Regions from separate parts of the Sus scrofa genome. Here region 2 is linked to region 1. A link is a contact called in public Hi-C data. All regions are on one chromosome and are shown on one strand. The core of a region is the stretch at or near the end of the contact, and the rest is flanking DNA. Distances in the headings are between cores, read along the strand shown. Region 1 has its middle 63 kb from the start of ZNF236. Region 2 has its middle 92 kb from the start of ZNF516.

Region 1 (6,471 bases), core at 3,882-6,381:
GAGGGACAAGTTACAACATTAGAGGGGAAAAAAGCAACCCTAGACGTCTGCCTTTTATTCCTGGGAAATTACACACTGATGACTCGAACCCACAGACCTGGCAGCTACTCAGTCACGCAGGGGAATAAGGGAGCAAACAAGTGTCCAAACTTGATCCAATGGCTTCAAGTCTTGAAATGATGTGTTTTGCACTTGGAATGTTTTCAAGGTGCTAACACTTGGGATGGGTCTAAGTAGAATAAACCATGATTTTTTTTCCCCAAGACTAAAACAAACAAACGACAAATTGTAATGCACTAAATTGGACTGTAGATGCATGTTATTCTTTATAGGATCTGCCAAAGACTAAGGAATAGGTTTTCAACTTCAACAATATAATAGGCAGTTATTTTTATCAGCAAAAGTGAGCTTACTTGTGAATAGCCAGAAGAACTGCAATTCAGGATATATGAGCTATGGCGGACCACAGGCAAGTCAGGGAACGAGGAAGGGGAACTTGCTTTTATAGGGTAAAGGGGGAGTTAAGAGGAGCTGGTATACCCACAGAGTCCATTGCGGGGTCCAAAGCGTGGAGGCTTCCCATTGGTTAGGCTGCTACAGTTTCTGATTGGCTGGGCTGTGATGCAGTGGAGAGATGTCTTCTTCCTCTGGATGGTAAAGGGAGGCGCCTTCCTGTCCCAGGCTAGACTTTGTGCCTCCTCCTATCTGGAGTAATTGATGATGATGGCAGGCGTGAGAGCTCCTCCTACAGGCCTGTTCTGACTACGGCTTTAGCTGAGGTTCTCTAAATTAATTCCGAGGCCAGACAGGGAAAGGCAATGAGTGGTGCATTTTGCCTGAGGGCTAGGTGCTCCCAGAAATGTTCCTTTTCATTATAACTTGTCCTGCGGCTGATGCAGCCAAAATATCAGGGAGTTTCCTGTCCAGGTACTCAATCTTTGTGGAAGTTCCAGGCTCTAGGAGAGTTGCTTGGTGGCTGGCTCTTAGACAGGGGAGGGCAGAAGCTGCGACGGAGAGAGGTTGGCCACCTTTCAGTCCTCCTCCTGCGCACTTGAATGAAGTTACGTTCATTCTCAATCTGTGCTAAATCTTTAATCTTCATTAGAAATCCTTGTTTTGTCCAGGGTCCTTTAAGCTTGATATTTTCATGAAAAACATCTATCCAAGTACCAATGCACCCTCAGAAGGTAAAAATTTCTTCTTTTAATTTACAAAATTTACAGTAAAAAGAAACATAACATCTTTCTCTGATCAAGGTTTCCCTGTTTGAAATATCAAAAACCACACTGACTCACTGGGAAATAAGCTGGTGATCTTTGAAGGGGGTGGATTAGAAAAAGGTTGTATGGACCCATCTGACTTGAGCAAGACAATGTCATCCTACACAGCAGCCTTTCCTGAGGATGTTAAAGCACTTTATGGATATTAATTATCTCATTCATTCTCATCACTTTGTATGAGCCAAAGGCATTTGAGATCGCCAGTCACCCATCTCCCTAAACTAAGTATCTCAAGCCTCCATTTCCAGTTCAAAGTACTCTCAGCTCCTTGGAGTGCCCGTCGTGGTGCAGTGGTTGACGAGTCCGACTAGGAACCATGAGGTTGCAGGTTCGATCCCAGGCCTTGCTCAGTGGGTCGAGGATCTGGCGTTGCCGTGAGCTGTGTTGTAGGTCGCAGACTTGGCTCGGATCCCGAGTTGCTGTGGCTCTGGTGTAGGCCGGTGGCTACAGCTCCGATTCGACCCCTAGCCTGAGAACCTCCATATGCCTTGGGAGCGGCCCTAGAAAAGGCAAAAAGACAAACAAACAAACAAACAAAAAAAAAACCCAAAAAAACAGAAAAACGAAAAACAAAGTTCTCTCAGCTCCCTATTATTCAGAGATGTCATTGAGTTTATGAAGGATCCAGTCTCCTCTGGTTCTTTCTGTCTATTTTACTCAACCCTTTTTTTTTGTCTTTTTTGTCTTTTTAGGGCCACACCCGTGGCATATGAAGGTTCCCAGGCTAGGCATTGAATTGGAGCTATTGCTGCTGGCCTACACCACAGCCACAGCAACTCGAGATCCAAGGCATGTCTGTGACCTACAACACAGATCACAGCAATGCCAGATCTTTAACTCATCGAGAGAGGCCAGGGATCAAAACTGAGTCCTCATGTATACTAGTTGGGTTTGTTAATCACTGAGCCAGGATGGGAACTTACTCAACTCTTTTGAATTGCTAAACATCTCTGCCTCTGCCCCATCTCTTCCCCCTTTTATACATGTTAATTTAGAAAAATTTGAAGGCTCATAGGCTCATGAACATTAAAAATTACTGGTGGATATTTGGTGTGTATCTATCTTAAAGAGTTTCATATTGCATGAGATCATGCATTTTATTTCCCTTGGTATTATGTCGTGTTTGTTAATATTATTTTTAATACATGATATATAATTATTTTCATGTATTTTATACCGCTATTATTAACAGTTGAGTACTATTTCAGCACAGGCAGAGCCTGTTTTATTGTGCTTTGCATTATTGCCCTCAGCAGATATCCTGTTTTTAACAGACTGAAGGTTTGCGGCAACCTTGTGTCCACTAAGTCTATCAATGCTATTTTTAACAGCATTTGCTCATTTTGTATCTCTGTGCCAGATTTTGCTAATTCTCACAATATTTCAAACTTTTTCACTATTATTATGATTGTTGTGGTGATCTGGCATTAATGAGTGATGTTTGATATTACTATTCAAAAAGACAATACACTGAAGGCTGAGGTGACAGAAATTTTTAGCAATAAAGTATTTTTAAATTAAGGTATGTACATTGCTTTTAAAATAGTGCTATTGCACACTAAATGGACCACAGTACAGTGCAAACATAACCTTTACATGCACTGGGAAGTCAAAAAAATTCATGTGAATTACTTAATTGCAATATTTGCTTTATTAGGGTATCAAGAACTGAACCCACAGTTTATCTTCAAGGTCTGCCTGTGTATGAATGTGCCAGAATTAAATTAACTAAACTCTTAAATCTAAACCCTGAGGTCATTTCAACATTTTTGCCGTTATAAAGTGCTGCCTCCAATCTAGACAATCAGCCTGGTCTGTACCCTTCTGAACCATTCCTGGTGGCCGAACAATTATATAAAAACTACATACTCATAAAGTTTTTAAAATTTTATTTTAAAAATGGTACAAATGGTATTATACCCCAAAACTCACTTATCTTACTTTAAAAAATATGTCATGAAAGATTCTTCCAGAGAGTTCTTTAAATAGCTGCATAATACATTATGGTATGAATATACTCCTATTTGCCCAGCCGTTTTCCTTGATAGGCATGCAAGTTATTTCTTGATTTTTGCAATGCAAATAATCCTATACTAGACACCCTTGAACATAAATACTAGTATATCCATGTGTTTACTTCCATAGCAGGACAAAGAATTGAAATTGCTGAGTGAAGTGGCATATTTGTAAGGTTACTAGATTTATTAGATGCACCTCTTATAGGCATTCACACCAAAGTGTATGAGAATTAAGTTTCTCTGTTTCTTTCAAACAGATGTTCCAGCTAGAAGTATCTTGTATGCAAAATATCACCAAAGAAATTGATGCCCAGAAAAGTAATGGGATTGTTGAAGGTCATATGGCTAAAAATCTCAGAGTCAGGACCAGGATCCAGGTCTCCCGATTCTCTGACTAGGGTTTTTTGCATAACAGTAGGGATGAGGGTGTTGCTATTGCTGGGTAACAAAGTAGTCACACACTTAGTAGCTTAAAAAAGAGTCATATATATTGCTATATTTCTGTGGATCAGCAATTTAGACTGGGCTCTACGAAGATGATTTTCTGAGTTGAGTTCTCTTGTGTCTCTGTGGTCAGCTATGGGTCAGCTCTCCTGTGCCCGCACCCTGCAGCATACACTCTGAGGCTTGTTTTCATGGCAGAGGCCCTAAGAGAGTGGAAATATCTAAGACCTCATGAGGCTTATATACTCAGGGCTATCAGATCATCACTACCCCATATTCGATGGTCAGAGAGAGCTGAAGGGCCAGCCCAGATTTGAAGGGTGAAGATCGACTCTGCCTCCTAAGGGGAGGAGCTGCAGTGTCACAGTGGAAAGGGCAAAGATGAAGAAAGACCTGGAGGATGGGAACCCTGTTTGCAAGCACGCCACCAAGTTGTCATGTTATGTTTTCCCCACTTTCCAAACAACTACTTTGGTATCATTTTGACCTGGTCGTTTGGAATATCGCGGCACTGTTAGAGCATAAAGATAAAAAAAGGAATGTTTGTCATGAAACCTTAAAAAGCTTTCCCAAGATATGTGCAGCACATTTGGAGCCCAACCATATTAGGTCAGAACTTATCCCATTAAAAAATAAATTTGTCACATCAGAGAAATTAATCACCATGACCATTTTACTCTCATTATTTGAAGTATGTTACACACAGAGGGTTGGTGGTTTTCTCTTCTTTACTGCTCTTTTGGAAAGTTCTGCAGCTGTGTCCGGCACCATTCGGAGTATGTGTCACTGGTGTCTTTTTTTTTTTTTTTTTTTTTACTTATTTTGTATGTGTGCCTTTTCCCCCTTTTATTATGTCTGTAATTTTTCCATCTCACACAATAAACAAATGAAGAGGAGGGATTTACAGGTCATAAAAATAGCGGGCCATAAATAAAGTTAAACATGGTAAACTTCCTCCTGATATTTCCACAAGAGTGTGTCCTTGGAGATGAAGGGTGGTCCGTGGTACAGGGCTGATGTGCCTCTCTTTGCTGTGACTACAGCCTGTGGCTGCAGAGACAGCCCAGCAGGGGCACTTGTGAGTGCTGGGGAGAGAGCAACTTCTATATTTAGCAACTTCTGGCTTCAGCCAAATATAAAATGGATTTAGGATGTGGGTTGAGGACAAGGAAGGGAGCACGCACATGTTAATATTTCATTTGTTCTTTCCTGAATCAGCAGCTTTGTGTGGAAAATGACCTTCTGTGACTTTCCTGTTTGTAGTCAAAGATCGGCATGGAGAGAAAAGACACTAATGTGGAACTCTGCTGACTTATTACACCAGGCATTTCATGCAGTCTATGTGGGCATGCTGGCCCAGCCTCTGCCTCCTGCAGCAAAGTCTCCACCTCTGAGCAATGGCGAGGGAGCGCCTGCCAAGGGGGCCCAGGATTCTGAGGGATGAAGCTGAGCATCCTGGGCGCCTTCCATGGTAGAAATCCATGATGTGGCTGAGAATGTTTATAATAACTAAAATAAGCATGGAGTTCAGAACTATAGGTTTCAGTAAAAAGCACTTTAGAAACATCCTGTACCAGAAACTCCTGTCCAAAGGGAACAGGATACGAAGAAAAGTGGAAACCCTATTGTTTACTTGGGGGTATGAAAAGAAATAGGTCAGTGATTTGTTTCCATAGCGACTATTATTGAAATAAGACAAACTGACACCAGTACTGAGTTATTCTGCTATTCAAGCCCTTTTAAAAGATCACTTTAATCCGAGTTAGTTCTTGAATATAAACAAGAAGATCAAGTTATCTTGCACAATAATTATCCTTTGCCACCTGCAAATGAGACTTAAAAAATAATAAAGTTAAAATAATCCACATTCATGCCATACCCAATTATGGGTTTAAATATAACATGGGTTTTAGATATAGGAATCATGTCCCTGGTATTTGCAATTTAATTCTAGTTCTTTTTTTTTTTTTTTTTTTGTCTTTTTGCCATTTCTTGGGCCACTCCCGTGGCATATGGAGGTTCCCAGGCTAGGGGTTAATCGGAGCTGTAGCCACCGGCCTACGCCAGAGCCACAGCAACGCGGGATCCGAGCCGTGTCTGTGACCTACACCACAGCTCACGGCAACGCCGGATCGTTAACCCACTGAGCAAGGGCAGGGATCGAACCCGCAACCTCATGGTTCCTAGTCGGATTCGTTAACCACTGCGCCACGACGGGAACTCCTAATTCTAGTTCTTAAAGTAATATTTGTTCTTGCTTTTCCTCCAAACTACAGAGCACTTATTTGCTGTTGTTGACCTCTGCAACCATGTGACAGGAGTCTGGGTTGTAAACCTGGGCCGTGAAGCTGACTCCTGGATGACCAGTTTTAATTTGACCTTCCAATCTGAGAGCAAGGAATGCGCTTTGCACACAGGAGTCCAATCGCTTCAGCCTTTTTGACCATTGAGTTGAATTACTGCCTGGTGATGCCTTCTGACATGATCAATATCCATTTTCAAGAAAATTAAGGTGTCCTCGGTGGCCAGGTTCAGCCTGTGCTTGTGGAGACACTTCCCAGTTAGGGGGGACAGAGAAAGAAACTGCTGTTTGGCCCCCTCCCTGCTCCTCTTCTCCTGCGGAATCTGGGTCGGAAGGATCCTGTTCCCTGTGGTAGGTTTTCTGTCTGGACCATTTCTTTGGCTCAGCTCTTAACTTTTGTAAACACAACTTAAGTGGGTCCGTTCTC
Region 2 (6,419 bases), core at 2,247-4,746, 53 kb before region 1:
CAGTGGTTAACGAATCTGACTAGGAACCATGAGGTTGTGGGTTCGATCCCTGACCTTGCTCAGTGGGTTAATGATCCGGCGTTGCGTGAGCTGTGGTGTAGGTCACAGATGCGGCTCGGATCCCGTGTTGCTGTTGCTTTTGTGTAGACCGGTGGCTACAGCTCTGATTAGACTCCTAGCTTCCCTCCCATATGCCGTGGGAGCGGCCCAAACAATGGCAAAAAGACAAAAAAAACCAAAACAAAACAGAACAAAACAACAACAACAAAAAAACGGATCTCTTGGATCCCTTCAGTGACCTACACTTTCCTCGTTCTCACTTCCCAAAGGGAAACCATGTTACTGTCTTCCAGAAATTCTCTCTGACTGTGAAGTATACATGTGCACATATGGAGGATCAAACTATAAATGGTATTCTGCAGCTTGCTCTTTTATGTAACAATCGATCTCTCCTTTTCAGTATATATGAAACCCACTAATTTTTAAATAGGTGCCTGGTATCCTGCTGTACTGTTATTCATCTAACTGGTCCTCTATCAAAGGGCATTTAAATGTTTCCAAAATGTTGCTCTGTATCTACCTAGTTGTGCATTTATGAAAGTTTACCTGTGGGGTGGATTCTTAGCAGTAATATTGATTAGACAAAGGACACGTGCGCTTAAATTTTAATAGATGTCGCAAAACCGCCTTCCAAAAAATGTTCCTAAGTATCCAGTGCCCTGGCAGGGCCCATTTCCTCACATGCTCTGGGCCCATGTCTTTGTTCTTTGAAGAAGTTTCAAGGACCGCTTGACTGGGGTGGAGGGGTGCACAGGAAAGAAGGGAGTGCTAGGGAGGGAAACCAGCAGACTTCGTGGCTCAAACTAGAACAGCTCTATTTTAATTTTATATAAACTGCCATTCTGATATAAGGTTTTTGATAAAGGGGTTCAGCTTTAAAAAAGGGATAGCAACAAGGACCTACTGTATAGCATAGGGAATGATGCTCAATATTGTAAAATATACTCAATATATTAAAATATTCAATATATTAAAATATTTTAAAATAATAAAAAATTATTTTCACTCTAAGGGAAAATAATCTGAAAAAAATATATATATATAACTGAATCACTGTGCTGTACATCTGAAACTAACACAACATTGTAAATCAACTAATCTTCAATTTAAAAAAAGAAAGATAAAGGTTTGAAAACCATGGCTGGTTCTATAAAGCCATAGTTCCTCCCTCTTCCAGAGTCTCATTTCGTCCTGCTGTGGCCCCCAAATGGTCCTGCAAGCTGCCTTGCCCCAGGTATCCACCCCCTTGGTATTCCCATCCCCAGTGTGTAACCAACCAATAGCCTAATGGAGAAAAGATGTCGTGAGATGTCCAAACTGTGGCATCTGAAGACACTGCAGCTTCTGCCTTAAACTCTGATCACGCACTCATTCTGGAGGGAGGTGGCCACCAGTAGGACAAACCAACAGCCCTGAGCAGACTTCACTCGATGTAGGACCAGCCAGCCTGCTGTTGAGTCACCATTCTGGAAGTGGCCTGCAGGTGACCACAGCCCCAAGGGACACATTCATGCAATCTCTTTAGTGATCCTGAGCCAGAACCACCAGCTTAAGCCAGTGCTAAATTCCTGACCCACAGGAAAAGCAAAAACAAACAAACAAACAAACAAACCAAACAAAAAACCTAGAGAATTCCTGTTGTGGTGCAACAGAAAAAAACCCGACTAGTATCCATGAGGATGTGGGTTGAGGATCCGGCGTTGCCATGAGTTGTGGTGTAGGTCGCAGACATGGCTTGGATCTGGCGTTGCTGTGGCTCTGGTGTAGGCCAGTGGCTATAGCTCCGATTAGACCCCTAGCCTGGGAACCTCCCTATGCCGCAGGAACGGCCCTAGAAAAGATAAAAAGACAAAAACAAAACAAAACAAAACAACCAAAAAAACCCTGTTCCCTTTAAGATTTAGATGGTAAAGAAAAGGGAAGGTCCTTCAGGGTTTGCTTAGGGCTTGGAGACGATGCTCACTTTTCACTTTGTAAGAAGAAGAGGAAGGAGGGATGAAGTTAAAAATGCCATCTATGGGGGATAATGGATAGAGAGAGGGGTAAAAAAGAGAAGTCAAGTTAAGGGTGAACTAGGGGAAGGGTAGGTTTTACGCCCCAAGACAGGGCAGTGAATTGTGCTCTGGACTGCACTTGGTGCTCAATCCATACACATGGAGCCATCGGATGTTTGAGTGGAGTAGGTCCAAGGGGGCCAAAGTAAGCATGGAGGAAGGTCAAGGCTGGGGCTCTACAGGGTGCCAGTGAGAACCCCCTGGGAATCCAGGAGGTAAACCCAGTCCTATCTGCTGAGGGGTTTCGGGGGAGTAAGGGGTCTGAGAGGTAAGGAGCAGAACTGTCCCTGAGGAGAGAGCTCAGAGTCCTGTGCAGTGAGCACCCAGGGAAGGGACAGAGAGGCCCCAGGGGCTGGGCCACCACTGACTTTTCTTAATCAAGAGCCAATGCCTTTTGTTTCCCTCTGGAAGGTCCTTGAGTCCCTGCGAGGCCTGGCTTATCCACGACAGTGGAGGCTTTGTGCTTCTCTCTGAAATAAAACTTTTATCTTAAAAAAGAAAGTGTATCCAATGCAGTCTGTCCTAATCACCATATTCAGCGCTTCCTCAACTCTGGAGGGGAGGGCGCATGGGCTCTGGTTCCCTGGGGCACAGGGGAAAGTACCAGTACTGCAGAAGCTGGCTCCTAATTCTTTCTTCCCTATCTCTCTTATAATGTGTCAAAGATACACAGGAAGTTTAATTCCAAAACTTGGCTTTGATTTTTTTTTTCCAGCTAAACATTGGGAAAGACCAGGCCATGTGGCCAGGGAAAGTGAAACGTGGATTAAATTCCCAAACATGTGGGGCAGCGTGACAAAAGGGCCCAGGAATGCCGAGCAGGGCCGGGAGCATCCGCAGCTGGCACAGGTGTGGCCTGCTTGGGAGGAGATGCTTCCCTGTGTCTAGGGCTTGAGGGAGAGAAGCTGGCTGGCCATGACTCACAGGCCTCTTTTTGTTCTCCGAAGGCCGGAGTGAACTGAGGACTCATTAGAGGCCCTGCGCTCCCCCAGCAGGTCCAGTCAAGCCTCTTTGACCCAACTTGCACTGGAGCCTGACAGCAGTCTCGCAGGCTCAGCGTCCGGGCCCACAGGCTAGGGATACCCTTGCAAGACGGAAGGGCGGGTTCTGAACCAGGTGAGATAGGGAGGAGGGCCCCGGCGGTCACGTGACCGGCAACATGAAAGCAATTTTGTTAACATTCTGGGCTCCAGGGTCGCGGAGCGCGGCCGGGGCCCCTTAAAAAATCCACGGATCGCCTGCGCCGCGTGTGCCTGCAGATCGTGCAAACTCCCGGGAGCGGAAGGCGGGCTGCTCTCCCGGTCGCCCAGTCGCCTGGCCTGGAATGAGGCCACCACCCGGCAGGTCACCATGCCGGAGTACGTGCCCCGGCCGGTGGCCCAGCGGGACTCGGGTTTGTCGCCGCACAGAGCAGGGGACACTCAGGCCCTGAGGACGCCGGCCCCGGGTCCCAGGATCGCGGCCCGCTTCACAGCCGCTCTGGTGATGAGGGGACAGATGCCCGCGACATCCTAGTAAAGATGTGGGCTCAGCCCACCAGGGAGGCGCTGGGCTGGGATTTAGGCGGCGGCTCGGCTGGGCCAGGGAGGGAACAGTTCTTCCTGGGCCCGCGGCTCCAGCGCGGCCTCCATTTCCCGGCTCTGCGCGGCGGCCTTTGTCTCGGCGGGGCCCGTGGCGCCCCCTGCTGGCCGGCCTGGGCCGCGCCTCCTCGGCCTCTTCCGGATCTTGCTAGTTTCTCTGGAGGCCGCGGCCACACAGACAGAGATTATGCAGTTTTGCTCGCTGCAAAGGAGATGCTTGCATGGCTGTGCCTGTAGCCCTTCAGCGCTCGCGGTTCCCCTGTCAACTCAGAGGCGGCCAGACAGGAGCGGCAGCTTTGCTGGGAGAACCCCGTTTCCCTCAGCAGCTTCAGTGGGGCCGAGAATCCTGGGCTTGTGCCACAAAGCTTTAGAAAATGGCTCCATTGAACCTTTCCAGAGATGTTCCCCAAGCCGCAGAGGTTTGGCCATTTGAAGCCCTTTTAAGTCAATATACCAAAGAGCTTTAGTCTGGATTAACTGCACAATGCCAAAATTTCACTTTTAAAAGCACAAGGACTAAGTGCAACCTAAGCGTATTTGTAAACCAGGCAAAACAGGCACTTGGGAGAGCCCTCCTCTCCCCACACCCCTCCCTCCATCCCATTTTGTGCCTTTGCCCAGAGCCTCAGGAGCCAAAAATCCTGGCAACTCTCTTCTTCCCGCTGGCAACGGCGAAGTGTGGGCGCAAAGAGGTCATCTTTTAAATCTCTGAAGGATTCAAGTCAGTGTGTGTCACAAAAAAGCACACTTCCCCTCAGCTCAAGGTGGGGGGAAGCCTAGGAGGGTCCCTGGTGCAACAGCTGGACCTAGGAGGGCCCTGGTCAGGCGACCCCACCTCTCTCCATCCCCCAGCACATCGCAGGTTCTCGATAATGAAACAAGGATTCTGCCAAAGAAATCCACTACGATGCCCCTGGCTTTCTAGGAGCAATAAATGAAAGTCTCTTATAGTAAAAAAAAAAAAAAAAAAAAAAAAAAAGATTGATGAAGTCGTCAGGGAGAGGCAGAGAAAACACAGCCTAATCCAGCAACTCAAGACAACGGTGCAGAAGCAATTTGCTTCTGAAACTCTAACAGGAGATGCTTTAGCACTTCCTGGCAGCACTGCAGGAGCCAGCAAATAAATATTTCCACATGGAAGAAAATGGTCCTTCAAAACATGGCTTCCCCCATTCAAGAAAGAGATACAGCAAGGCTCCCCTACTTTAGTGGCAAAGAGCATCCTTATTTATTTGTTCCAGTTTGGAAACTGTGTGCCTTTCCATTAGGATTCGCGGATGTAAACACTGGTTCCCCAGTGAATTGAATTAGTCCGACACCCCCTCCCCCCCTTGCCACTTGCTTCAGGGAACAATAGAGGAGCTTCTGGCTGACAAATTACGCCTTCATTTAATGCTCTGATTATCTGGCAAGTTAAAAACAGTCATATTAAAAGCCTGGACCTGCCTCATATTTAATCTGTACTTGTTACTTTCCTCCATTTATGTTTGTTCCCCAAAGATTAAAAAAAATAATAATACTAAAGATGCCTTAGTGTCACTTGTGTCCTGAGTTTGAAACCAGTGAGCAACCAGGTTGAACATGAAACTGATGGTGGCCAAAGGCTGTCACTGGATACCATCATCCGCTGTTCACACAGACGGCAGTTCCTTCTTTAATAAAAATATTCTGGCAAGCGGCTGTGAGTTAGGGCTTCCTTCTGCCGCTTGCCCAGGTTGGAGGCGTCTCCAGGGACAACAGCACGGGGAAACTTCTCTGCTCTATGGTTTCAGAGAACACTTTTCAGCCTGGCTTCAGACCGCTGAAGTGAAAGTGAATTATGCTGAGCACAGACGAATCATGTTTAATTCAAGTGAAATTCATTCACTCATTTGTTCTATAAATATTTATTGAGCTCCTCTTTTGCAGAAAAGGCGGTCCCTCCTGAAAGGCCACGGTTCCTTGGGCGGGTGGCGACCCCCACGTGGCATGGACGCCTGGGTGCCTGTGTGCTCAGCCTGGCCCCTTGGTGTCTCTACACGTTTCTACACATACTGATCCCAGAGTTGTAGGGTGGTTTGCTATGCTTTTTTAAAAAAAGAAAATCAGGCCCTTGTCTGATTGTTTAATGATGCTGCTTGTTTCATCTAAATTTTAACACTGAACCTAGATCTAGCTGAAATCGGTTAGTGGCATTTAACAGATGATAAATATAGCTTCTTGGCCGGGTCGTCAGAGTATAAAATCTGAGCCTCCTTTTTCCATTTTCAGGCCGCGTTTTCCCAGTAACCCACGGTCCCCTGCTCCTTAATGAGGAAGGACTCCCTCCCGGCTCTGTGCCCTCATTCCTATAATGTAAACAGCTACTCATGGCTCCTATTTCTCTTTGTTCAAACAAACAATAGCCTTTATAACTAAGAAGAAAATTAGTATCAGGTGAAAGCCTCATTTTAGAGCACTTAAAGCATTCTCTCTTTTCCAGAAGAACCACGTCCGTCAGCAATCTGGAGAAGAAGAATTCACATTTAAAGTTTGGAAAGTGGCAGAAAAAAAAGGTCTGTGTTTCATGATGCATAGACGCCCTTGTGGTTGAATTTTAAATATATTTTTTTTCTTTTCTTCTCTAACTTCTTAACTGAAAAGCTGGTACTCAGGGAACAAGGGTGGTCAAGGGTCTTGGGGTTCAGCAGCCCCCTCCCAGCTTTGGGGGCTTGTGGGAGACCCACTCTCTTTGTCACAGCCTGGG

Evidence for each region. Hi-C and Micro-C count contacts between places; a contact is called where the count stands out from the background.
Region 2: a Hi-C map of skeletal muscle shows a contact between it and region 1, with 2.7 times the contacts expected there. The contact joins two enhancer-like sites. A contact is called at or near these places in 1 of 5 promoter capture datasets (liver), 10 of 47 Hi-C or Micro-C datasets (embryonic fibroblasts, fetal heart ventricle, fibroblasts and 3 more) and 2 of 2 datasets of contacts at active chromatin or transcription factors (alveolar macrophages and skeletal muscle).

The regions. Positions count from the first base shown.
Region 1 is chr1:147,841,916-147,848,386 of Sscrofa11.1, reverse strand. No RefSeq gene overlaps it. Among named protein-coding and RNA genes, the nearest start is that of ZNF236, 63 kb to the right of the region's middle. Within about 2 kb of position 5,131, at least 15 of the 83 cell types and tissues checked have an H3K27ac peak or open chromatin away from gene starts, as enhancers often do. A contact at or near this core is called in alveolar macrophages and skeletal muscle, where this site is marked.
Region 2 is chr1:147,892,943-147,899,361 of Sscrofa11.1, reverse strand. No RefSeq gene overlaps it. Among named protein-coding and RNA genes, the nearest start is that of ZNF516, 92 kb to the left of the region's middle. Within about 2 kb of position 3,496, at least 56 of the 83 cell types and tissues checked have an H3K27ac peak or open chromatin away from gene starts, as enhancers often do. A contact at or near this core is called in alveolar macrophages and skeletal muscle, where this site is marked.